2 separate regions of the Mus musculus genome follow, and region 1 is linked to region 2. A link is a contact called in public HiChIP or PLAC-seq data. All regions are on one chromosome and are shown on one strand. The core of a region is the stretch at or near the end of the contact, and the rest is flanking DNA. Distances in the headings are between cores, read along the strand shown. Region 1 overlaps Stat6 (signal transducer and activator of transcription 6). Region 2 holds the start of Os9 (amplified in osteosarcoma).

Region 1 (6,697 bases), core at 1,209-3,708, 540 kb before region 2:
ATATCCCAGGCTCTAGGAAACACTGGAAGCATCAAGTTACCCAGGCTAGAGCTTTATGCATGTCACAGCCACATAGTTACTCCCCAAATGATACTGGGTTGCTGTCTTATACAATGTCTCAGCCTTTCAGATATGTTAAGGTCACACTGGCAAAAGCAGAAGATACATGTTCTGTGCGGTCATACAGTGATGTGTGACTTCTATAGGTTAACATGTCTTGGGTAAACATTGGTACAGCTATACACAAGCTTAGCTCTTAGAATGCAGTCTCAAATGTCACTAGGCATCTTTTTTTGCAAGAATTTGGAGCTTTGGAGTCTTGTTTTTTAAAATCTGGGTAGAACTCACACCAGTGACTGTATACCCACTTTTTCCTTTTTCTCCCTCCCAGAGTCACCTGAGCCCAGCTTCAATGCCCTAGGCCTATATGCCCTCTGTCTTTGGCACAATGTCTCTATGTTTCTGTATGTTGAGTCCCAGGCCCTGGCTCAACACAGTTCTGGTGTGTGTGTATGTGTGTGTGCGTGTGTGTTGTGATACAGTTGTATCACATTCGAGCATTAACACCCCACTCATCCCTTTGCACCCAGTGCTGGAAAAGGGGGGCCCTGATATGGCAGGAAGGACAGAGCACAGCAGTTCCATACACCACATGGTCTCCCAGCCAGTTCTTTTCTCTTGACCAAGGAACAGTTGAGACGGAAGGCACCTGCATGAGCAGGTGTCCAGAGCTGGTCCATAGAGACAGAAGAGGCTTTGTTTCTGGGCTTCTCCAGCTGGGATCACCAGCTGGGGTTGGTCCTTAGGTCCAGGTGGGACAGTGAGATCCCTGATTGCCCATAAGGAGATGGTTGCAGGAGGGGCTGGCTTCCTAAGGACCCTCCTGCCTCCCCTTGGTTCTCCAGGAGAAGCTTGGTGAGGTCCTGTTCAGTGGGAGGCATCAGGGGAGGGTACATGTCTTCACTGACCCTGCAAAGAGGAGGGAGAAGTAGGGGAGCAGGCACAGCACCCATTGTCTCAGCCCTCACTCCCGGGTTGCTACTCACCAGGTGCCTTGGGGGAAACCTCCCACAGGCTGAGTTAGGCAGCTGTCCTCTACCATAGTCACATCTGAGCAAAGCATGGGTTCAGGGCTGGACACAGCATGTTCCTGGGACTGGCACTGCAGCAGACCCCTGCCAGGGGTCAGAAGAGGAAATTAGGAGGGGTGGGGTAGGCAAGGGAAGAACAGAGAGGGTGGGGCCAGGAATGGCTTTGTCACTTACTGGGGGTGAGGCTGGTCAAAGGGCATGGTTATCTGGCTCATGTTGGGGGGCATTTGCAGGTGAGGCCTGGAAGCAGGAAGGAAAAGCGGGTGCAGAAAGAGAGAGAGAGGAAAGAGAGAGAATGAGAATTCAAAAGTCAAGACATGAGTCAGGAAACAAGCTGCCATGCTAAGTCTTGACTTAGCATCTCACTGACTGTGCTCTGAGATCAGGTCCCCCCGCCCCCCTCCCCCCCGTAAAATAGTATGAGTTTCCAGTGTGTCCAGTCTGAACGATAGGTATTCTGTTCCCTAGGCCCACCCCACATCAAACCCTAGAAGTCAGATAGAGCTGATGAAACCACCAAGGTACTCGAGGAAGGAAAAAGTCTGCATCATTTTTAGGATTAAAAAAGATTAATAAATAATAAATCACCCCAGCTGCTGGGATGTCGTCAGTGGCAGAGCACGCGCTTGGCACATGTTCAGTCCTTAGCACGAGCTTAGGCCCCAGCACCACAGCAATACAGCAAATATACGGCAAATAAGTTGCTGTAAATTTCACAGGTGAGAGAGAATATGCTAGCAGTGTTTGCTGTAAGCGCTCAGCTCGGGCCTACACACATTATGAATTCGTGTAACCTTCACCATAACGTCATTATCGTTATTGCTGGAGGCTAGGACCTCTAACCCTGGCCTTCTGAGTCTTAGACATCACTCCCACAAGCACATGGAGGACGGAGTTCAGCCTGGGCTGCTTCCGCAAAGCCTGGCAATTCATGGCTTGTGACGGGACGCTGCCCCACCGCATCTGACTTACTCCTGAAAAGATGGCAGTACACTCATGGACTCTTCTAGGCTCTGAAATGAGTGGATGGACTGTGGAGGATACCTGGGGAAAGAAAACAAACTCCAGTGCGAGCCCTCCCAGATAACCCCACACCCTGCCTCCGAGAAAGGAAAATTCAGTCTGAAAAGGCCAGCTTGCTCGGCCGACCGGCTGGCTACGCTGAAAGCCTGCGCACAGGCCAGTCCCCTCCCGTCTCTCAAGCTCTTTACCCCATATCTGAGCTGAGTTGCATGGAAGCATCAGGGGCCATTCCAAGATCATAAGGTGGCACCATGGCAGGCATCTGGGGCTCTGGAGTAGGAAGGGGCTGGTCCCTACAGGAGGGAAGGAAGCACACGTGACTGACAAAGGTCACTCCTTCCTGCCGACAAGTACGGCCCCCAGTCTCCACCCACTAACCGTTTATTCACCTTTCCACAGTCATCTTGATAGTAGTAGAGACATAACCCCTCCCGTCCTTCCCCATCTGTTCGGCTGTGGCAGGAAGGAAAGGAGAACTGTGGAGTATCCCACTGCCACAGAGGTGGAGGGGGAAAGGTTGATGGGCAGGTGGAGGGAGGGAGGAAGGTTGATGGGCAGGTGGAGTGAGAGAGGGAGGGAAGAAGATTGATGGGCAGGTGGAGGGAGAGAGGGAGGGAAGAAGATTGATGGGCAGGTGGAGGGAGGGAGGAAGGTTGATGGGCAGGTGGAGGGAGAGAGGGAGGGAAGAAGATTGATGGGCAGGTGGAGGGAGGGAGGAAGGTTGATGGGCAGGTGGAGTGAAAGAGGGAGGGAAGAAGATTGATGGGCAGGTGGAGGGAGGGAGGAAGGTTGATGGGCAGGTGGAGGGAGAGAGGGAGGGAAGAAGATTGATGGGCAGGTGGAGGCGGGGCTACAAAATGGGAGAGAAGAGAGACAACCGACAGAAAGGGCAACAGCCAGGGCAGGGAGACAGTGTGTGACAGGAGGTTTCAGAGCTGCCTGCTCACGCTTATAGTGACTCCGGAAAGCCTCATCTTTGGGTTTCTTGGGGTAGAGGTTTTTTAACTGAGCAAGATCCCGGATCCGGTCCCCCAGTGAGCGAATGGACAGGTCTTTGGCAGAAAATGGCTGGATGTTCTCTATCTGTGAGGAGCCTAGGAGAGGAATGAGACTCTAAGTGTCCTCCCGTCCAAATTTCTTTTTCCCCAGCCCCATCACAAGATCCATTCTCAACCCACCAGGGCAGGTGAGAGAAGGCCTAGGGTGAAGGCTAGAGTGAAGGGGACCCACTTGTCTCCATTGCCATAGGAGTTGAAGGTTATACCACAGGAAGATGGGAAGTAAAATGCTAGGAAGAAGTTCCTGAAGATCAGGTGGACATCAAGGGTAGCCGGGGCATTTCCTTCCCCCAGAACCCCTCCCACCCCAGGAGAGAGCATGGAGTTAGAGGATTGTGGTGACTCACCATCCTGACCCCGGATGACGTGTGCAATGGTGATGCCCCCGATCTCAGAGTCGCTAAAGCGGAGGAGGAAGGTCCCATCTGGCTCATTGAGGAGAAGGCTAGTGACATATTGCTTACTAATAAAGCCAATGATCAGCCTGGTCAGAGTGAAGGAGAGGACAAGGCTGTTGGGTTCTGGGTGTGAAGAGGGAGCCATAGGCGTTTGGTCCCTGAGGCAGGGACTCACCGATCTGACCAGTAGCTCCGGAGACAGCGTTTGGTGAGGTCCAGGACACCATCAAACCACTGCCAAAATGTGAAGCCTCGGCCCAGCAGGATCTCCTGAAGTGGGGAGGAGTACAGAGGTGAGTGGGGGAAGGGCTGAGCTGGAACAAGCATGGGGCTTTGAGAGTCTGAGGATCAACAGTTGAAGACCAAAGTGGACCTAAGGCCCATCAATGGCAACTGCTTACCCCAACCGCCCTAGGCACTCCTTCAGGCTTTCCTGTATATTCATTTTTTTTAAAGATTTTTTTATTGATTATATGTAAGTACACTGTAGCTGTCTTCAGACACTCCAGAAGAGGGCGTCAGATCTCATTACGGATGGCTGTGAGCCACCATGTGGTTGCTGGGATTTGAACTCCGGACCTTTGGAAGAACAGTCGGGTGCTCTTACCCACTGAGCCATCTCACCAGCCCCATTTTTTTTTTTAATCTTTCTGTATATCACATAACAATCAGAGCAATGGAATGGAAGCTGGAAAGGCAAGTGACTTCCTTAGGTCCACACTACTGGCGGGACAGGGTGGAGGTTTAAGCCTGCAGCCTATTGTCGCATCCCCAGTGGGACCTGCTAAAGGCCCATCCAGAGGAAGATAATTGTCCTGCTGTCCTGTTCTCCTCAGCGATGCTTTCTCTGGCCACATGAGCTTCTTCTCCCCCACCCTCTGGTTTGTTTGCTTGAAAGAGGAAAAGCCTAAAGTGGGAGCCAAGGGAAGGCGTTGTTTCTTGAAAAGTGACTTTAGCATTCATTCGGTGACTTGCGTGATGATAACATGGTCACAGACATGGACTCCTTTCCCTGTTCTTGTAACTGACTCAGTCCTGAGCCACCTCACTTTGGAGACAGAGAAAAATACAGTAGCTGATATTAAAAGTTGGAAATACAGGCTGGAGAGATGGCTCAGCGGTTGGTTAAAAGCAACAACTGCTCTTTCAGAGGTCCTGAGTCCAATTCCCAGCAACCACGTGGTCGCTCTCAACCATCTGTAATGAGAGCTGATGCCCTCTTCTGGTGTCTGAAGACGGCAACAGTGTACTCACATACATAAAATAAATAAATCTGTTTGTTTGTTTGTTTATTTGTTTGTTTGTTTGAGCCAGGGGTTCTCTGTGTAGCCCTGGCTGTCCTGGAACTCACTTTGTAGACCAGGCTGGCCTTGAACTCAGAAATCCACCTGCCTCTGCCTCCCAAGTGCTGGGATTAAAGGCATGCACCACCACTGCCCAGCAAATAAATAAATCTTAAAAAGTAAAAAATAAAATAAAAGTCAGAATACAGGCTCCTGTCGGACCTGGTGGCTCATTCCTGTGCATTTCTGTAGGAGACTGAGGTGGGAGGATTGTGAAGTCAAGGCTAGCCTGGGCTATCTGGTGAGTCTGAGGACAGCCTAAGCTACACAACGAGCAGAGGCAAAGGAGCTCTTGAGTGACTGGAGGGTGAAGAGCTGGGGTCAGAAACTGAAAGCAGGAGAATGACCTTATTGAACTGTGACCAGGACACACAGCGGTGCTGAAAGGCCTCCACACTGAGGCTGTTGTCGTTGAAGATCTTCTGGGCGAGGAACAGGAAGTGCTCTGGAAGCAGTCCCCGGCTGGTCCCCACCTCAGCCATAAACTTGAGGTTTAGGGTTTCACACATCTTCTCCCAGGGCACTCGCTCAGCCACCACAAAGGGCACTCGGTCCTGGGTAAACGGAGAGAGAGCGCATGGCCAGTCTTCCTCCTAAAGGCCTCCGCTCTTCCCAGCTCTCCGAGCTGGCTCACAGACATCATGATTTCTCAGCCGTTGTCTGTGGTGTCATGGTGTGACAGCTGTTAGGTGTGACCAGCATGGGTAGAAGCAGAAAGGCAAGCCCACAAGAAAGACTTAACATGCCTGCCACCCACCAGCCAGGACAGCCCGTTATCTCACCACAGAAGAACCCACGCTGCCCCTGTCTCCCACTCCGGGTCTTTCCTTACCATCTCAGAGAAGGCATTGTCCCATAGGATGGTAGCTTTGGCGTTGTTGTCTTGGTTACCATGCACGATGACCACCAAGGGCAGAGACAGGGCCTACAGACAGGGTGAAGAGAGGAGTTTCTCCTTGCTGGAGTCAGAAGTGCCCTCAGATTGCTGAGTGTTACTCCAGTGTACTGGGGAGCCCTTAGTTCGCATGACATAGTTAAGGGTTGGTAGTGCATCACTGGACACTTTGTGAGACGGAGTGAGGGCAGCGGTATAGAGAAACAGTTGCAACTCAGTGCTAGGAAGCCAGACTTTCAGGCTCAAACAAGTCCCAATGCCTAGAGGCTGTGTGACCTGGGCAAACTACTGAACCTATTCTATGACCCGAGGTCATCATCAGTAAACTGAGGGTAGCAATAGTACCTATCTTATGGTGTTATCTAGAAACATGTCCTAGTTGGGTTTTTGTTGACATGAGCTAGGGTTATCTGAGAAGAGGGAACCACAGTGGAGAAACTGCCCTCCGTGATGCTGATCCAAAGGCAAGCCTGTGGAGCATATTCTTAATTGGTGATTGATGTGGGAGGGCCTTGATCATTGTGGGTGGGGCCACCCCTGAGCAGGTGGTCCTGCTGTATGTGTAAGCAGGCTGAGCACACCAGGAGGTACAAGCAGTAAGCAGCACCCTCCATGGCCCCAGCTTCAGTTCCTGCCTCTAGGTTCCTGCCTGACCCCCCGCAGTGATGGACGTTACCTGAACTGTAAGATGTAACAAATCTTTTTCTTTCCAAGTTGCTTTTGCCCATGGTCTTTATCATAGCAATAGTAACCCTAACTAAGCCCAAAACCACCATACTGTGTGTGATTGCATATCACTGGAAACAGTGCCCTGTTCTATAAAAAGATCTTGATGTATGAGCACAAGTGTGTGTATGTGTATAAGTGTGTGTATGTGCACAAGTGTGTA
Region 2 (7,663 bases), core at 1,661-4,160:
TTATACATGCAAATAGAGCACTCATATGTATAAAATAAATAAATATTTAAAAAAAATAGCTTGGGGGTGCTGCTGGAGAGATGGCTAGGAGGTTAAGAGCACTGGCTGCTCCTCCAGAGGTCTTGAGTTCAAATCCCAGCAACCACATGGTGGCTTATAAATATCGATAATGAGATCTGATGCCTTCTTCTGGTGCATCTGAAGACGGCTACAGTGTACTTACATATAATAAATGAATAAATCTTCTTAAAATATATATACTTTTGGGGCTGGAGAGATAGCTCATCAGTTAAGGGTACACACTGCTCTTCCAGGGAAGCTGGGTTTGGCTCCCCAGCACTGAGGTTTGGCTTTTCAGTTTACTGTGACTCCAGCTCTAAGGAATTCAGCGCCCTCTTCTGGCTTCCTTGGGCACAACACATACATGCAAATTAATAAACAATAAGAAAAACACAGCATTCTAATTACAGTGCTTGAGGGTGGAGCAGGATAATGACTTCTAGGTCTCCTGAGCTAAGTGCCACCCTGCCTGAAATGGGGATGTATTTCAGTGTTGCACATTCGCCAGGTATGGCTCCACATAGAGCCCTGGATTTGACTCACTGAAGGTTTCAGCCGTGCAGTGCGCTCTTTTCAGACGCACTGGATTATTCCACCGAGGACACTTAAGCCATTTTCCTGCTTGGCAATCTGTTTGCTCTAATTTGCTTTTTTTTTTTTTTTAATTTGAATAAGAGGGGTGTGCTCGTGTACGTCCATACGTGAGTGTTTGTGACATATCGAGGCCAGAGATCGGCACGGGCGTCTCCCTCTATTGCTCCCTACCTTTGTTTTTGAGACAGGGTTTTTGGTTGACGCTGGAGCATGCCAATTTGCCAATTTGGCTAGACTGGCTGGCCAAGAAGCCCCCAGGATCTGCCTATTCTGTTTGTCTTAGGGTTGTTATTGCTGTGATAAAACACCAGGATCAAAAGCAAGTTAAGGAAGGACATTTATTTGGCTTATGCTTCCACGCCACTGTTCATCACTGAAGGAAGTCAGACAGGGGAGGAACCTGGAGGCAGTAGCTGATGCAGAGACCATGCTGGGTTGCTGCTTACTGGCTTGCTCAGCCTGCTTTCTTATAGAATCCTGGCCCATCCGCCCAGGGATGGCTCCACCCACCATGGGCTGGGCTACATTCACTAATCAAGAAAATGTCCTATGGGCTGGACTACAGCCTGATCTTGTGGAGGCATTTTCTCAGCGGAGCACCTTTCTCTCAGATGACTCTAGCTTGTGTCACACTGACATAAAACTGCCCTGATGAGTTGAAATGACAGATTGTCGGCTGAGCTAGATTTTTCTATGAACTCAGGCCTACACCAAAACACTTTTCCATCTACCCCTGCCTCTTCCACCCCAGGCATCTCTCTAGCCTCCAATTTGCTTTTTCCTTTCTGACTTGCTTGTTTTGGTTTCTTTCTTGTGTATTAAGGATTTCCCTTAGATAGATAACTGTGCTTGGCTTTCCGAGTTTTTAACTGTGAGGTCTTATGAAGATCTGATCGAAAAGTCTGTGTGCAGGCACATAACCCAAGGTGTTAAAAGCAGGATATGTGTCTGTGTATCTTTTAGATTTTCCCCTGGCGTGGTGAGCTTCCCCGCAGAAATTTTCCAATGGTATATAATGTCTCTCGTTTGCCGTTGTCTAGGAATTGATATTCTCAGGGTTGCTAATTCAGTTACCGTCTGTTTCCAGCTTCATTTCCCTTTTGTTTTTACAGGTTTTCCCTTACAGTCTGGACAAACAGACACTTTACCCACATACCCAAGACCCAGCCCAACTTTAACCAGAAGGCCCTTATTTTTAGTTCTTCCTTCTCCTCTCCCCTGCCTTCCTCCTCCTTGTCTCCTCCTCCTCCTCCTCCTCCTCCTCCTCAAAGATTGCTATTCATAAGCTGGGCTGGCTCCTACTGTTCATCTTTTTGCCTCAGCTTATAATTATAGGCATCTACCTCCACTGTTGGCTCCATTATTATTTCTTCTTCTTTTGAGACAGAGTCTTATGTATTCCAGGCTTGAACCCAACTCTATGTAGCCAAGGATGACTGCTTGGATTCCAGGTGTGTACACCAACTGTGATGCAGCTTGAACCCTGCTAAGCCAGTGTCTGTGTGTATTTGAGAGTGTGACTCAAATATCGAAGGCTGGTCTCAAACTCACAATATGGAAGAGGATGACCTTGAATTATTGAGCCTCCTGCCTCTGTGTCATGAGTGTCGGGATTACAGGCATGCACTACCACACTCTCCTTCTTAAAATAATTTTATTGGAGGGCAAATTCAGGTTTTGACACAGATTATTTGGTTGTTGGTAATATATTATCATATATGTGTATATAAAAATATGTACATGTATATTTGTGTGTATATAAATGTAAATATGTACATAATTATATATGTACATACATAAATATCTGTGCGATATATGTATATTTTTATGAAGAAGCATGCTTCTGTATAGTATATTTTGAAAAGATATTAAGTAACTTCCAAAAATATCCCCCGCACTCACCATCCGCTTCAATATTCTGCCCGATGGAGATGCCATACATTGCAAGAAATATATGAAAAATAGTAAGAAGGTTTATTTCCGACAGCTGGGGATGAGACAACAGGCAAAAGAACACAGCCACATACCACACCTCAGGATTAAGGAGCGAGGAGGGGAGGGGCCCAATCTCGCCGATGATTGGTTGTTGCTCTTGGCCAATCAGAAACAGCTATTGATTTTTACTAACAATGCGACCCGCCTCCCTGGAGGCTTTGACGCCACGTTTACAAATGAGGATGCGTTACGTAAGAGAGAGCTCCCGGACAGCCAATGAAAGCTTGGGGCGCTAATGGGCGGGTGAGGCCGCTGCCAGGTTTGGGGCGGAAGGGACATCTCTAGCAGAGACGGAGCGGAAGATGGCGGCGGAGGTGCTGCTGTCCAGTCTGTTGGGATTGCTATTTCTAGGGCTCCTGTTACCTGCGCGTCTGACGGGCGGTGTCGGGAGCCTGAATTTGGAGGAGCTGAGTGAGATGCGTTATGGCATCCAGATCTTGCCGTTGCCTGTCATGGGAGGGCAGGTAAGGGGTGTGGGGCGAGGTGAGGGTCCTGTGCAAGAGGAAGGGGCGCACGGTGGAGGAGGAAGGGCAACTGCGCACCGGGCTCGGGAGAATGGGGGAATGGAGAAGGGATGGTGGTGTTCCTGCGGTCCTGCTGGGAATGGCAGGCAGACCCATCCTCGGAGACCAGGCACCGACAGGGGTAGGGCTCCCCACTGTAGACCTTAGTTCCCCAGGTCGTAGTGAAATCACTGGGACCCCGCCGGGTGGGGAAGCGAGAACGCCCTCTCCTCCGCTCAGCCGGGGCAGCTGGAGGACTTGTGGCTTATTCTCTCTTCCACTGGGCACGTCCCCAGGGTCTGAAGAGGGATCTCGTTGTTCTTGGTCCCAGCCTCTGCCTCCCTGCCCCTCTTCCCGACCCTTCTTTCCCAGAGCCAAGCTTCAGACGTGGTGGTTGTGTCTTCAAAGTACAAACAGCGCTATGAGTGCCGCCTACCAGCTGGAGCTATTCACTTCCAACGTGAAAGAGAGGAGGAGACGCCTGCTTACCAGGGGCCCGGGATCCCTGAATTGTTGAGCCCAATGAGAGATGCCCCTTGTTTGCTGAAGGTGAAAGGAACTGGGGTGGGCGGAGGGAAGGCTTGGGAACCGGAATGGAGGCCAGTGGGAGTTAAAGGGCCATTGGTGTACTAGATATGTTTGGGGGGGGGGGAGCGTGGGGGGTGGGGTGGGGGCGTGCAAAGCAAAGACTCTGCTGAATGTAGGGAAAGGTTAAGATAGAAGATCTCAAAATAGGTTAAACCAACATCAGAAGGACGGTGGTGGGACCAGAAGAGCTGGAGCCTACCTGTAAAGTCACCTCCTGCTCCTATTGCTCATTACCTCAGGATGCCATTGTATTCCACGAAGTTCAGTGAATACTTGAACCTGTGGGAGTCCTCATCCAAGTGCTTCAAGGATACCATGATTTCTTATCTTTATGGAGGGCAGGGAATGATTTATGCCTGTGATCCCAGGTGGGTCACAGAGCATCATAGCCCTGTCTGAGAAGAAAGAAGAAAGAAGAAGAAAGAAGAGAAGAAGAAAAGAAGAAGAAAGGGCATGGGTGGGGATCAGTTATACTTTAGATGTGCGTCTCCAGCCACGAAAAGAAAACAGCTGTCCCTTCTCACAGAGTCGAGAATGCGGGAGGGGAGAGAAAAAGGGAGGTGAGAACTAAATGACAGGTTATATATCTCGGAGCCAGGAGACTGTGGTTTCACAAGGAGATCATTTTCTTGCCTCCTGATTGTTCCTTTTTCCACTATCAGACCAAGGACTGGTGGACATATGAATTCTGTTATGGACGTCATATCCAGCAGTACCATATGGAAGGTGAATCGCTCCTACACTCCCCCTAAGCCTTCATGACCCTGTGTGGTTGGTAACCTTCCCTCCCAGTCCTCCCTTCTAGGCCTCATCATGAGAATAGTGGGCTTTACTGTGGTTTCCCTTACAGACTCGGAGATCAAAGGTGACGTCCTCTATCTTGGCCACTACCAGTCCTCCTTCAACTGGGACGACGAAACAGCCAAGGTGACTGGGGTGTGGGGTTGGATTGGGGACCGGCTGAGCGGCAGATAGAGGGCCCAGGCAACAGGGAGGGTCACATTGAGCTGGTGTGCCTCTTGGGGTTTGGTACCCATCAAGCCTCCTGGGCTCTGTTCTGTGATCCCCCGGTCCCTGCGGGAGTGTGTTCCCTTTCTCACGCCCTCTCCACCCCGCCTCATGTTTTCTCCAGGCTTCCAAGCAGCATCGGCTGAAACGCTACCACAGCCAGACCTACGGCAACGGGTCCAAATGTGATCTCAACGGGAAGCCCCGAGAAGCTGAAGTTCGGGTAAGTCTTCCAGGAAAGAAAAGGGTCCCTGAATAACAGTAGTCTGCCTGCTAAGGGAGGAGAATGCTTATGCCCTGGAGTCAGAGGATCTCTTAGGTGTCCAGCCCAGTCTCAGCTGCATCTTCAGAGGTAATTTAACTCTTCGTTTACCACAGGCTACCCTCAGTACTTCTAGCCACATTTAACCTTTCCAGCATCTCCTCTCCTTCCCCCGCTACCTAAGCTGTAAACGTTAGCGCCTGCCTTTGACTCTTCTTGCTCTGGGTGTAGCAGGGAGACATTGGTCTTGACTCTTCCGGCAGAACGGGGAGTGAACAGGAAGCTCCTGCGTGTAGGGAAGGCCTGAGGTAGAGGGGAAGACAGACGCTAAAGTGAGAAGCGAGTCTGAAAGAAGCCACAGGCCAGTGGTTCTCAACCTGTGGGTCGCGACCCCCCCACAAGGCCCATACATCAGATACCCTGAATATCAGATAGTTACATTATGATTCGTAACAGTAGCAAGATTTCAGCTAGAAAATTATCTCATGGCTGGGAGCGGTGGTGGGGGTCACCACAACAGGAAGGACTGTGTTAAAGGGTCACAGCCTTGAATCATAGCTAAGGAGTGAGAATGAGAAGGAGGGAGAGAGGGCTAGTTCTCTCAAAGCACGGCTATCCTCCTAATGGCCTTTTAAAACTCTTCAGTCGGGCAATGGTGGTGCACGCCTTTGATCCCAGCACTTGGGAGGCAGAGGCAAGGCAGGCAGATTTCTGAGTTTGAGGCCAGCCTGGTCTACAGAGTGAGTTCCAGGATAGCCAGGGCTGCACAGAGAAATCCTGTCTCAAAAACCAAAACCAAAACAAAACACTCCCTTTAGGGCTGGCAGTGGCCATGCAAGCCTTAAATCCTAGCACTTGGGAAGCAGAGACAGGTGGATCTCTGTGAGTTTAAAGGCAGCCTGGTTGGTCTTCCAAGTGGGTTCCAGGGCAGCCCCCCAAAACCAAAAGCCTCTCTTCAGTTGGGTATGGCAGTACTTACCTGTAATCTCAGTAAGTTTGGGAGGCAGAGATGAGCCTAAGGCTATTGCGAACTACAGGAAAACAAACAAAAGAAAACCCTAGTTTGTCCCGTGGCTGGGTCTCTGAATTCTCAGTAGCCTCCTCACAGGTGGTCCTCCTTAGTCTCCTGGGTCATAGCTGAGTGCAGGCAGGTGCATGCAGAAAGCGTCCCCATCTACACCATCGTAGGCACCGATAGAGAGCTACCTACAGCCCCAGCAGCCGTGGCACCCACCAGCACTAGCGGTATGCAAAACAGATTCCCACAGCCAATTGCGCAGTAGCATCGAACACTCCATTTCAAGAGGGGGAAGACGCTTACCATGTTAGCACTCATCTGTTGTGCTAATACTTCATCCATGCCCAAGCCAGGCCGTCGGTATGATGCCTGTCAGCCATCTTACAGCGCTGCCAAAACTTTGCCGGTCAGGTCAGTCCTTGACAGGGGTGTGAACTAGCTCTGTTGTGCCACTCCCTGCCCCTTCCGTCTGGTCCTGGAAACCATCTGACATTTCGGCTTTATCAGTGACTGTCTTGGAGCTCACCCTGTAGACCAGGCTGCCCTTAACTCACAGAGATCCACCCGCCTCTGCCTCCTGAGTACTGGGATTAGAGGGAGACACCACCATTACCTGGCTTAATTTTAATTTTTAAAAAACTTTTATATAAAATAGTGGGTTTCATTATAGCATTTTAAAAATATTTAAAGAAGAAACTATTTTAAAGCTTTCTAAAAAACATTTAGGGGTGTGTGTGTGTGTGTCTTGCCTGGATGAGTTTTTGTGCACCATGTGTATGGGTACCCTTAGAAGGCAGAGGAGTCAGATTTTTTGCAACTAGAGGTACAGGCAGTTGTGAGCTGGAACCGAACCTGGGTCTTCAGCAAGAGCAGTATGTGCTCTTAACTGTCGAGCCCTGACCACCTCTCCAGCTCCTCGTGACATTTCACACGTGTGTATAGCTTTGTGATTTGCTTACGCCCTCTCTCTGCCTACGTTGTATTTATATTCTGAAGGTAAAACCAATAAGATGTGTTGTTGTGTTGGACATGGGGCACAGTTAAGATGATCACGGCCATTTTAGCTCCAGCGGCTGAAAGTGGCAGGATTGTGGATTTGAGGCCAGCCTGGTCTACAGAGTGAGTTCCAGGACCGCCAGGGCTACACAGAGAAACCCTGTCTCAAAAAAAAAAAAAAAAAAAAAGTCAATGGTGTGACCTGGGAACTGAGAGTCACAGGGATGGGGATGGGGAGGACTAGTCATAAGCCAAGGGCGTATGAGATGGGAGTGGGCAGCTGTCAGGGGCAGGACACAGGCTGGGAGAGGCACAGTCCTTGTGCTGAGGCACAGTGCCCAGCAGCCAGCATGGAGTCAGCAGAGTGAGACATGCCACCCCTGCCCTGGCTTTGGAGGCTCTGACCCATGGCCAGCCATTGAGAGATCAGTCAGGTAACATGGCAATCCTGCTGAGGGTGAAGAGAGGGCTTTAGAGGGGAAAGTCAGCAGCCCAAGAGGAAGGATTTGCACATGACTCTCTCCAGGGAGAGAGGAGGGAGCTTGACGGTGAGTTTGGTTTTCCAGATGATACTTTTAGTGACTGTCAGGCCCGGGAGTAGAGATTTCCCAGGTAAGCAAAGATCCGCAGGCCTGGAGA

Evidence for each region. HiChIP or PLAC-seq counts read pairs in DNA pulled down with a chosen protein or histone mark.
Region 1: an H3K4me3 HiChIP or PLAC-seq map of embryonic stem cells shows a contact between it and region 2, with 8 read pairs. The contact joins the enhancer-like site here to the promoter of Os9 in region 2. A contact is called at or near these places in 2 of 39 promoter capture datasets (cranial neural crest and pre-B cells), 3 of 484 Hi-C or Micro-C datasets (CD4 T cells, the G1E-ER4 cell line and embryonic stem cells) and 1 of 115 datasets of contacts at active chromatin or transcription factors (embryonic stem cells).

What each region holds. Positions count from the first base shown.
Region 1 is chr10:127,654,067-127,660,763 of GRCm38.p6, reverse strand. It overlaps Stat6 (signal transducer and activator of transcription 6), which reads right to left. Exons shown (of 22, transcript NM_009284.2): 12 at 5,746-5,838; 13 at 5,261-5,467; 14 at 3,746-3,840; 15 at 3,520-3,656; 16 at 3,062-3,208; 17 at 2,504-2,567; 18 at 2,303-2,407; 19 at 2,064-2,135; 20 at 1,266-1,331; 21 at 1,047-1,175; 22 at 1-969. The coding sequence ends at 783. Among named protein-coding and RNA genes, the nearest start is that of Gm30989, 4.4 kb to the right of the region's middle. Within about 2 kb of position 2,458, at least 40 of the 459 cell types and tissues checked have an H3K27ac peak or open chromatin away from gene starts, as enhancers often do. A contact at or near this core is called in the G1E-ER4 cell line and embryonic stem cells, where this site is marked.
Region 2 is chr10:127,116,407-127,124,069 of GRCm38.p6, reverse strand. Os9 (amplified in osteosarcoma) reads left to right here and starts at 2,910. Exons shown (of 15, transcript NM_001171026.1): 1 at 2,910-3,113; 2 at 3,525-3,701; 3 at 4,403-4,466; 4 at 4,591-4,667; 5 at 4,873-4,971. The coding sequence starts at 2,952.